Regions from separate parts of the Mus musculus genome. Here region 2 is linked to region 1. A link is a contact called in public HiChIP or PLAC-seq data. All regions are on one chromosome and are shown on one strand. The core of a region is the stretch at or near the end of the contact, and the rest is flanking DNA. Distances in the headings are between cores, read along the strand shown. Region 1 has its middle 46 kb from the start of 4930565D16Rik. Region 2 has its middle 41 kb from the start of Fhdc1.

Evidence for each region. HiChIP or PLAC-seq counts read pairs in DNA pulled down with a chosen protein or histone mark.
Region 2: a contact with region 1 is called in a CTCF HiChIP or PLAC-seq map of the NIH/3T3 cell line, with 13 read pairs. The contact joins two enhancer-like sites. A contact is called at or near these places in 1 of 15 datasets of contacts at CTCF or cohesin (the NIH/3T3 cell line), 4 of 484 Hi-C or Micro-C datasets (colon epithelium, embryonic stem cells, epidermal suprabasal cells and 1 more), 7 of 115 datasets of contacts at active chromatin or transcription factors (embryonic stem cells, fetal liver, large pre-B cells and 2 more) and 1 of 9 other capture datasets (embryonic stem cells).

The regions. Positions count from the first base shown.
Region 1 is chr3:84,332,089-84,335,911 of GRCm38.p6, reverse strand. No RefSeq gene overlaps it. Among named protein-coding and RNA genes, the nearest start is that of 4930565D16Rik, 46 kb to the left of the region's middle. Within about 2 kb of position 2,016, at least 59 of the 459 cell types and tissues checked have an H3K27ac peak or open chromatin away from gene starts, as enhancers often do. A contact at or near this core is called in the NIH/3T3 cell line and trophoblast stem cells, where this site is marked.
Region 2 is chr3:84,436,770-84,440,245 of GRCm38.p6, reverse strand. No RefSeq gene overlaps it. Among named protein-coding and RNA genes, the nearest start is that of Fhdc1, 41 kb to the left of the region's middle. Within about 2 kb of position 1,800, at least 81 of the 459 cell types and tissues checked have an H3K27ac peak or open chromatin away from gene starts, as enhancers often do. A contact at or near this core is called in the NIH/3T3 cell line and trophoblast stem cells, where this site is marked.

The sequences.
Region 1 (3,823 bases), core at 767-3,266:
TGGACTTGGCTTCCTGAGCCCCCCTGCTCTACAGAGGGTGTGTGTGTGTGTGTGTGTGTGTGTGTGTGTGTGTGTGTTGGAGGCCAGCCTGGACTAACTACTACAGGAGATGTAAAAAACAAAAACCGAAAATAGATAAATAAATAAATGAACAAACAAATAAACAAATAAATGTAGATTTAGTCCTAAATTCTAAAACAACTGCAGTTCTGATGAGATGGATATTAGCCAACAGTGTAACACCAGGATTTAGAAACCTCTCTCCTGGCCATTTATTTTCATTGCAAAACAGTACGAGCGGATTGCGACTTGTTCACCTTCTTTGCTGGAGAGCGTTTGTGTCGTTTGCCCTGTCTTTACACAGGGGTATGCACTCACACCCACGGCTCACTGAGGGTGGATTTGCCATTTCCAGCCTAGTGCAGCTTTACAGCTTTAACCTGTGGGTCAACCAGATCGCAGCTCTGCCTGTATAGCAGGATGTGAAAGTTGCTCTCCCCCACAGCCTCACAGGGCTTAGAATCCAAGTGTCTCCTAATCTACACAGTGAGAACCCCCCCCCCCCCCACCACCACCACCGTGATTTAAATTTGCATGTCACTGCTTCCAAATGAGACATCTCACTAGGGGGTTTTCAGGGATCCTCTTTTCTGAATCCATTAATTATGTCTTTGTCAAGTTTTTTTTCTTTTCCTATTGGGTTGTTGCCATGTTTACTGATTTTAAGGACTCCTGTATATACTAGACGCTTTTCCTGGATCAGCTTTTTATTGGGGCGGGGCACTTTGTTTTAATTTTCAAAAGAGGGGGGAAATTCGCTTAATAAACTAGAGGGCGCTGAGTGCGATGTAAATTTCTAGCGAGATCTAGAACGGATGGGAAAGTGGATGACTTGTGGCAACTGAGCATGGAGTTATGATCGTTGGGAGGAGCCTAGGTTACAGAAAACCAGTCACGCCGGACTTGTCTCGGAAAGGCTTCAGTTGCGGGCCACCACCTTTTGGGCGACACGCATGAATGATGAGCGCACTGTGCCCGCACGTACATTTCATGAAGCCCTGGAGACCGGTTACCTCCTTCATGGTGCAGAGCTCAGCAGCGACTGTGGAGGATCCCTGGGCCATAGAGCAGGGAGAGCAGGGATGTTTGTGGAGGGGTTTCTGCGAGTCCGTAACCTTGGCCTTGCCGTAAGGGAGATGCTGAACTGTAGACATGGGATAAAAATCAGTTACAACTGTGTCCTATGAATCCCGCAAGAATTTTCTGGAGACTTATATATACTTGGGCTGGGTACTGACCCATTCAACAAACTCATTGGTTTCTCTAAGAGGGGACAGAGGGGACATGGAAATCCTGTGTAAGTGTCTTGAAAGTGAATTTGGAGAATAACATCTGTACCCTAAATTTAACCTAAATGCAAATTCCCAAGGACACGTCAAAAGGGTCCAATTCATCACCTTGTCTGCCCCTCCCTGTCACCAAAATCCTCACTAGGGAGGATGTGAGAGAGACAGCCAGCCATATGAGGCTCGGGAGAAGCTGGGGCACCGTGGCAGCGTGCAGTGGAGCAGTGGCAGGCAGACTGGTCTGGCCAGTGTGCGGCCTGAGGAGCATCTGCGTTCAAGGCCAGCAGGAGCTGGGGAGCTGGAGCTGGGCCCCGCTGCTTCCAGACTCACTCGCTGTTGCCTAAATGCTCCTGGAACCCTAAACCCATACTGAAACCCAACCGCAAGGTGGCGCTATTGAAGTAACCCTTGGGAGCTGAGTGGGTAGAGTGGTACCTCCCCACCCCCTCCCCGCCCCCACGTACAAAGGGATTGGTGACCCTATCAAAGACAAGGGGTGTTTCGCTTATGCCACAGCAGGACACAGGAGGAAGTATGACTGTCCAAACCAGGAAGCAGCTCTCACCAGAGACCAGATATACTTTTACCTTGGACTTCTTTGGTTCTCCAAATTGTGAGAACTAAGTTTCAGTTGTCCAGAGGCCTTTCAGCCCGTGGTGCCTTGTCATAGACGTCTGAGTGAGCCCAACACTGTCTCTTGTGGAGATTCACCCACATTCTTCAACCATATAAGGCGTAATGTCTGGGCAGCATTCCATCCCACGGCGGTTTCATAATTTATATAGCAGACCCCATAGTGTAGAAAATACACGAATATAAATCCTGAGATCCAATCTGGACATTATTCTAGACAAACAAGCGCCAGCACTTCAACTCTGCCCTGAGGTACTCTGTCAGCAGCCGTAAAGGCAGCTGCGCTGGCCCAGTCCTCCAGGCACTGGGAGCAGGTGTGCCAGGTGACAGCTTGATCAGCTGTCAGTGGGAGGGGTCCCCTGAGGCCAGCAACAGGGCAGCCTTGTGCTGAGCCCCTCAGTCCCTCCGTTCCACCTGAATTTTCAGGCAATTGTCCCCATGCTTAGACATCAGTATGGCTCCAGTGTCCCAGGCCTCTCGTCCTCCAGTGAACGCCACGCCTCAGGGTCTTCTTTCTAGGTCCCTTCCCTTCCTGTGTTAGCAGGGACAGACTGACCTCAGGACAGTGCTTACCTGGTCATACCCAACCCAACTGCTGTTTCAAAATTCTATTTTCTCTCACTTTATTGTTTCATTTTCTTATTTTTGGTTTCCAGGGATGGAACCCAGTCTCACACTCAGCCTACCTCGGACTTTCTTCTCTCCCTGTCCCTGTCCCTCTCTCCCTGTCCCTCTCTCCCTCCTCCTCTCCCTCTCCCTCTTTCCCTCTCCCTCTTCCTCTCCCCCTCTCTCCCCTCTCCCTCTCTCCCTCTCTCCCCCCTCCACCTCCCCTCCCCTTACTGAAGGTCTGGCTCTAGCCCGGCCATTCAAGCCTTCCTCTTTTACCAAAAGCTTATTGTAGGGACCTGCAAGTGGGCTCACGACACCCCAAGACAGGGTTCTCAGCACAACTGCGATTTATTTGCCCCAGAGGGACAGAGGTCAGGGAATAAGAAACAAAGACAGGAGACAGAGGAGGAGGGAGAAGGGGACAGGAACAAGGGAGAGGGCGAAGGGATATTTGTCGGAAACAAAGGACTGCCCCTGGAGAGAGCAAAGCAGACAGGGTTGGCTCGTGGGCAAATGGTAGTCTATACAGGTTGAAGGGAGCAGCCCCACCCAGCCCGGGTTGAGATGAAATGTTTATATCTGATGGGGATTTCAATAGCCGGACCTAGGTAGTCAGCCTCAGGGGGTAGAAGTGGCCAAATGAGGGAATAGACCTTGGTGGCCAGCTACAGGAATATCATCTAATGGGTTTTAGCAAGGCAGAGGGAATGGCTGGCCAGAGTCCCTTCAGTCAGCCCCTGTATTAAAAACAAGCCACTCCTGATCTTGCTGATCTGGCTAACACTTCTCTCCTCAATATTTTCACACCCATGTGAAGGTGAAGAAGCCAGTTAGCTCCTTAGGGGCTGCTATAAAAAATTCCTTCCAACTGAGTACTTAAATATTAGCTCGCTCACAGTTGTATAGGCTGGAAGGCTTAAGTCAAGACATGTGCAGTCCTGCTGGGGACTTGGGAAGAATCCTGCTTTGTCTCAGCCACACTATCTCACCTGTGGTTGAGGAACACCTGTCTCTTCAGGGGCCTTCTCTTATGGGCCTTGTCCTCTCACCATTCTGTCCTAAGAGCTTTAACATACAATATGATGTTGCAATGTGGGCATGCAAGGAGCTGACTCAGAAGGACAAAGACTTCAAGGCCAACTGAGGATATGTGATGATACTGTATCTCCAAAGACTGGAGGTATGGGGTGTGTGGTGTGTGCAGGGATTGGGGGCAGATTCTGAACTGTTTTAAT
Region 2 (3,476 bases), core at 551-3,050, 100 kb before region 1:
AAGGCACCGTCACGAACCAGGAAGCAGCATCTCCTGTTTTGACCTTGGACTTTGTAGCCTCTAGAACGATGGGAAATCAATTCCCTATTTTGGGGTAACTTTTCTTGGTGTGTGGGAATTTGTTATGGCAACCTGCATGGACTATGACACCATCTGTAAGAGGGCTGTGGCTATGATATTGTCACAAAAAAGGAACTCCACTTATAGCAGCATTTCTAGAGCAAAGTGCAGCATTCCATGTCAGGAGCACGTGTCAGGGGCATCAAGAGCATTTTCGCCCTATTTCCTAACAGCAGTTGAGGCTAAGGCATGTGACCTGAGGGAACAAGTAACCAGTGATCTAACTTCTCCACTCAAAGTCAGCCCCTCCGGACAAATGCAAAGGCAGGCCGAAGTGTAGATACCTTCTAGGCCAGTCCCAGGAAACATGGGCAAATTCTTTATCTGTGATTTTTCTTTTGCCTGTTCTTGGTAAGACACACATTGGCCCCACAGAAAGGAAATTGCTCCCTGTTTTACATTTCCCAGAAAGAGGGCTAGATTCAACTGTTTGCTGCCTGGGTACCCTCAAGAAGGTGGCAAGCATGACGGGAAGGTAGCCAGGGCTGCCATCTGGTAGTTAGTCAACTAGGCAGTGTTGGTGACAGACAGGATGTTCCACACAGACAATGAGCTCTCTCTCTTTGGAGACTTCCAGATCTGGGCATCCAGCAGTACCAGTGTGTGGAGGCCTCTGGGAACGCAATCATGGGGTCAATGGTTCCTGCTCCCACCCCAGGCCTACTGAGTCAGAATCTTCCCAAGGAGCTCCTAGTTTAGAACTTTAAGCTACTTCCTAGTGGCTCACTGTTCATCTGGTCATTGAGGTAGACCAGAAGGCTAATTGGCCTTTCTGCTTTAGTCTCAAGGTGTGTGTGCTGCTTGGGCATCCCCTCCACATGGGGACACTCATTGATCAGTTGCTTCTTCTTAGAGCCTGTGTTGGATACTACAATGTCTCACTCCCCAGGCAAATCATGCAATACTTAGCCACGATTTTGAATCTGGAACTTTCAGTCATGCAGTGTCCCTGAGGACAACTCCAGGGGCGACAGGAAGTGACATTTCACTCCAGCTTACAGCAGCAGGCCTTTAGAAAGATCAGAGCTTCGTGCACAGGAGGCAGCCCAGGCTGAACCTTGCCAAGCTGCTCTTGGGGATGTTATCATCAGGCTTCCCAAGTGCTGAAGCATTCCACAGCCTCTGGGGGGTGAGGGAGGGTGGCACTGGATTCTTTGAGAATTGAGCTAGTGGCTGGGGTTTCTTCCTGCTTACTGCATCCCTGGGGCTGGGCATGACCCCAGGTATGACGAGTGATGGCCTCGCTTACAGGACGAGGGTGGGCACGGCTATTCAGGGTGCTGACTTTGCATCTTGGGTAGGCACCATGTGCTCTCCACCATCGTTCAGCACTGAAGGAGAGGGCTCTGGCTAGCCCTCAACCCTGGACAGAAGCACAGACTCACCTCTTCCCAAAGCTGCTCCTCCCTTCCCAAAGCCATCCATCCCCTCCAGTGAATGGCTCCCTGCTGGTCTGAGAAAGCTGCTGACCGACCGACCGACCGACCGGGACTGTCTCAGTACTTTCAGGGACAGCCATTATATGGGCAAGCACTGGAGACTGGAGAGTTTGAGCTCTTTGGATGAAAATGTTGGAGGAGCTTCAGAAACTGTTCCGGCAAGAACAGTACCTCCATTCAGCGGCTGCTCACCGGTCAGGGCTATCTCCTTGTTTCCCAAGGCCTAAGTGCTTCCCAGCAGCTGATTCATCTCCGGGGAGGAGAGGAAAGCAGTGGGCTGCCTGCAGGGCAGGCTTCTTCACTCTGCTGAGAGACAGACTGATGACCCGCCTTCCCGCCCCCGCAGGACCTCCTACTCCCAAGTTCAAGATGACTCCAATACATAGAAGTTGGAGTTGCTAGGCAAGCAGCTGGCTAACAGGCCCGGTTGCTCGTGGCACTTTCCCAAGCCCCTGATTTCCTCACTGGCTCATAACATTAGAGTCTGGCTACAGCGTGTTTCCCCCAAAGCAGAAGGCTTTGCAAGTATTCATCACACTTTCGATTCAGCCACTAAGGGGGCGGGGATTCCACTTGGCAACTGAGAAATTCTGGGAGCCAGACGGCCACCAGCGCACTACCATTGACCACTTTCATGTAGTCGTAGTACCAGGGTAAGGCTGGGCTGTCTATATCTCTGGGCACTGCCTTCAGCCTGGGGACCCACCTTCTAGGAAGGACACTCATGAGGTTGCACATGGCAGAGAAGGACATGGCCAGTCAGGTCTTGACCAACGTGTCTAAGGATACATAGCTGAGGTCACTAAGATCGTTGAAACTGAGTTATAAGAGTGGGGTGGTAGAATCATCTGATTTTATGCCTTCCAAAGATGACAACTCTTTAGGTTCTCCCTAGGTGAGAGAAGTCTGTGTCCCTTCTACTGGAATGCTCCAGCCCTGTAGGACTGCCCCTGTGTTCACAACTGACTTGATCTAGAAGTACTTGAAGGCCATTTTCATGTGCAAGGGACATATCCCAGAAAGGACGGCGGCACCTTCTCATGTGTTGAGACGATGCTCCTAATTGTCGTTGCAAGCACACCAGCTCACGGAGCTGCCCTTAGAGCAGCTCCACAGAACATGACAGTCTGAAAGCAGGATTGTTTGTCACTGGTACCAGGTCAGAGCCCAGATATGGCACCCCCATTGGGGCAGTAGGGGATGAGTGAGTCAGGCTGGCTCCAGCTATGCCCACAGGATGGAAACGTTTTGAGAGACCTCTATGTGGCAGGCAGAGGGGCCAGCAGACTCCATAACTGCCCCATGACCGACACCCTATCTGGCTGAGACCTTGGGCAGGTCACTGACCTGAAATACATTTAATTTTTGCTTCCTCCTCCAGTGGAGAATTCAAGGCAGAGTATGACACCTGACGGTACCTAATAGCCAGGTCGTGCTGCATTTATCAGATCTATAAAAGATGTTTGCTTCTAAAGCCCATGATCTCATCCTACAGGTCAAAGTCTTCAGGAGATTTCCTCCTATCCAGGTCTCCCGGAGTCCCTCTCTCCGGGGCAATGTTTGCCCAACATTTATAAGGTGCCCTCTATATAGCAGTGAGCACTGTGTTCGTGCCAGGAAAGACCAAAGGGACGCAGTGTGTCCAGAGCTCAAGTTCAAGTCAGCAAGTTCATTAGGATCATGAGGAACAAGGAGGCCTCATGTCTGGGGCCATGCACGTCATCCCAGTGTCACCTGCTTTCTCATGGCTCTGCTCTTGTGTGCCCTCTGCCAACAATGAACCTGTGTGCCCTGCTGTAAGCAAGTCAAGACAGAGGGAGAGAGACATTAGGGCCACTGGCACAGAGGAAGGCCATACTGGGCAAGGAATCATGAGATTCCCCTTTCATTTTATACTGGTTAGGCCTGTGCCATGTG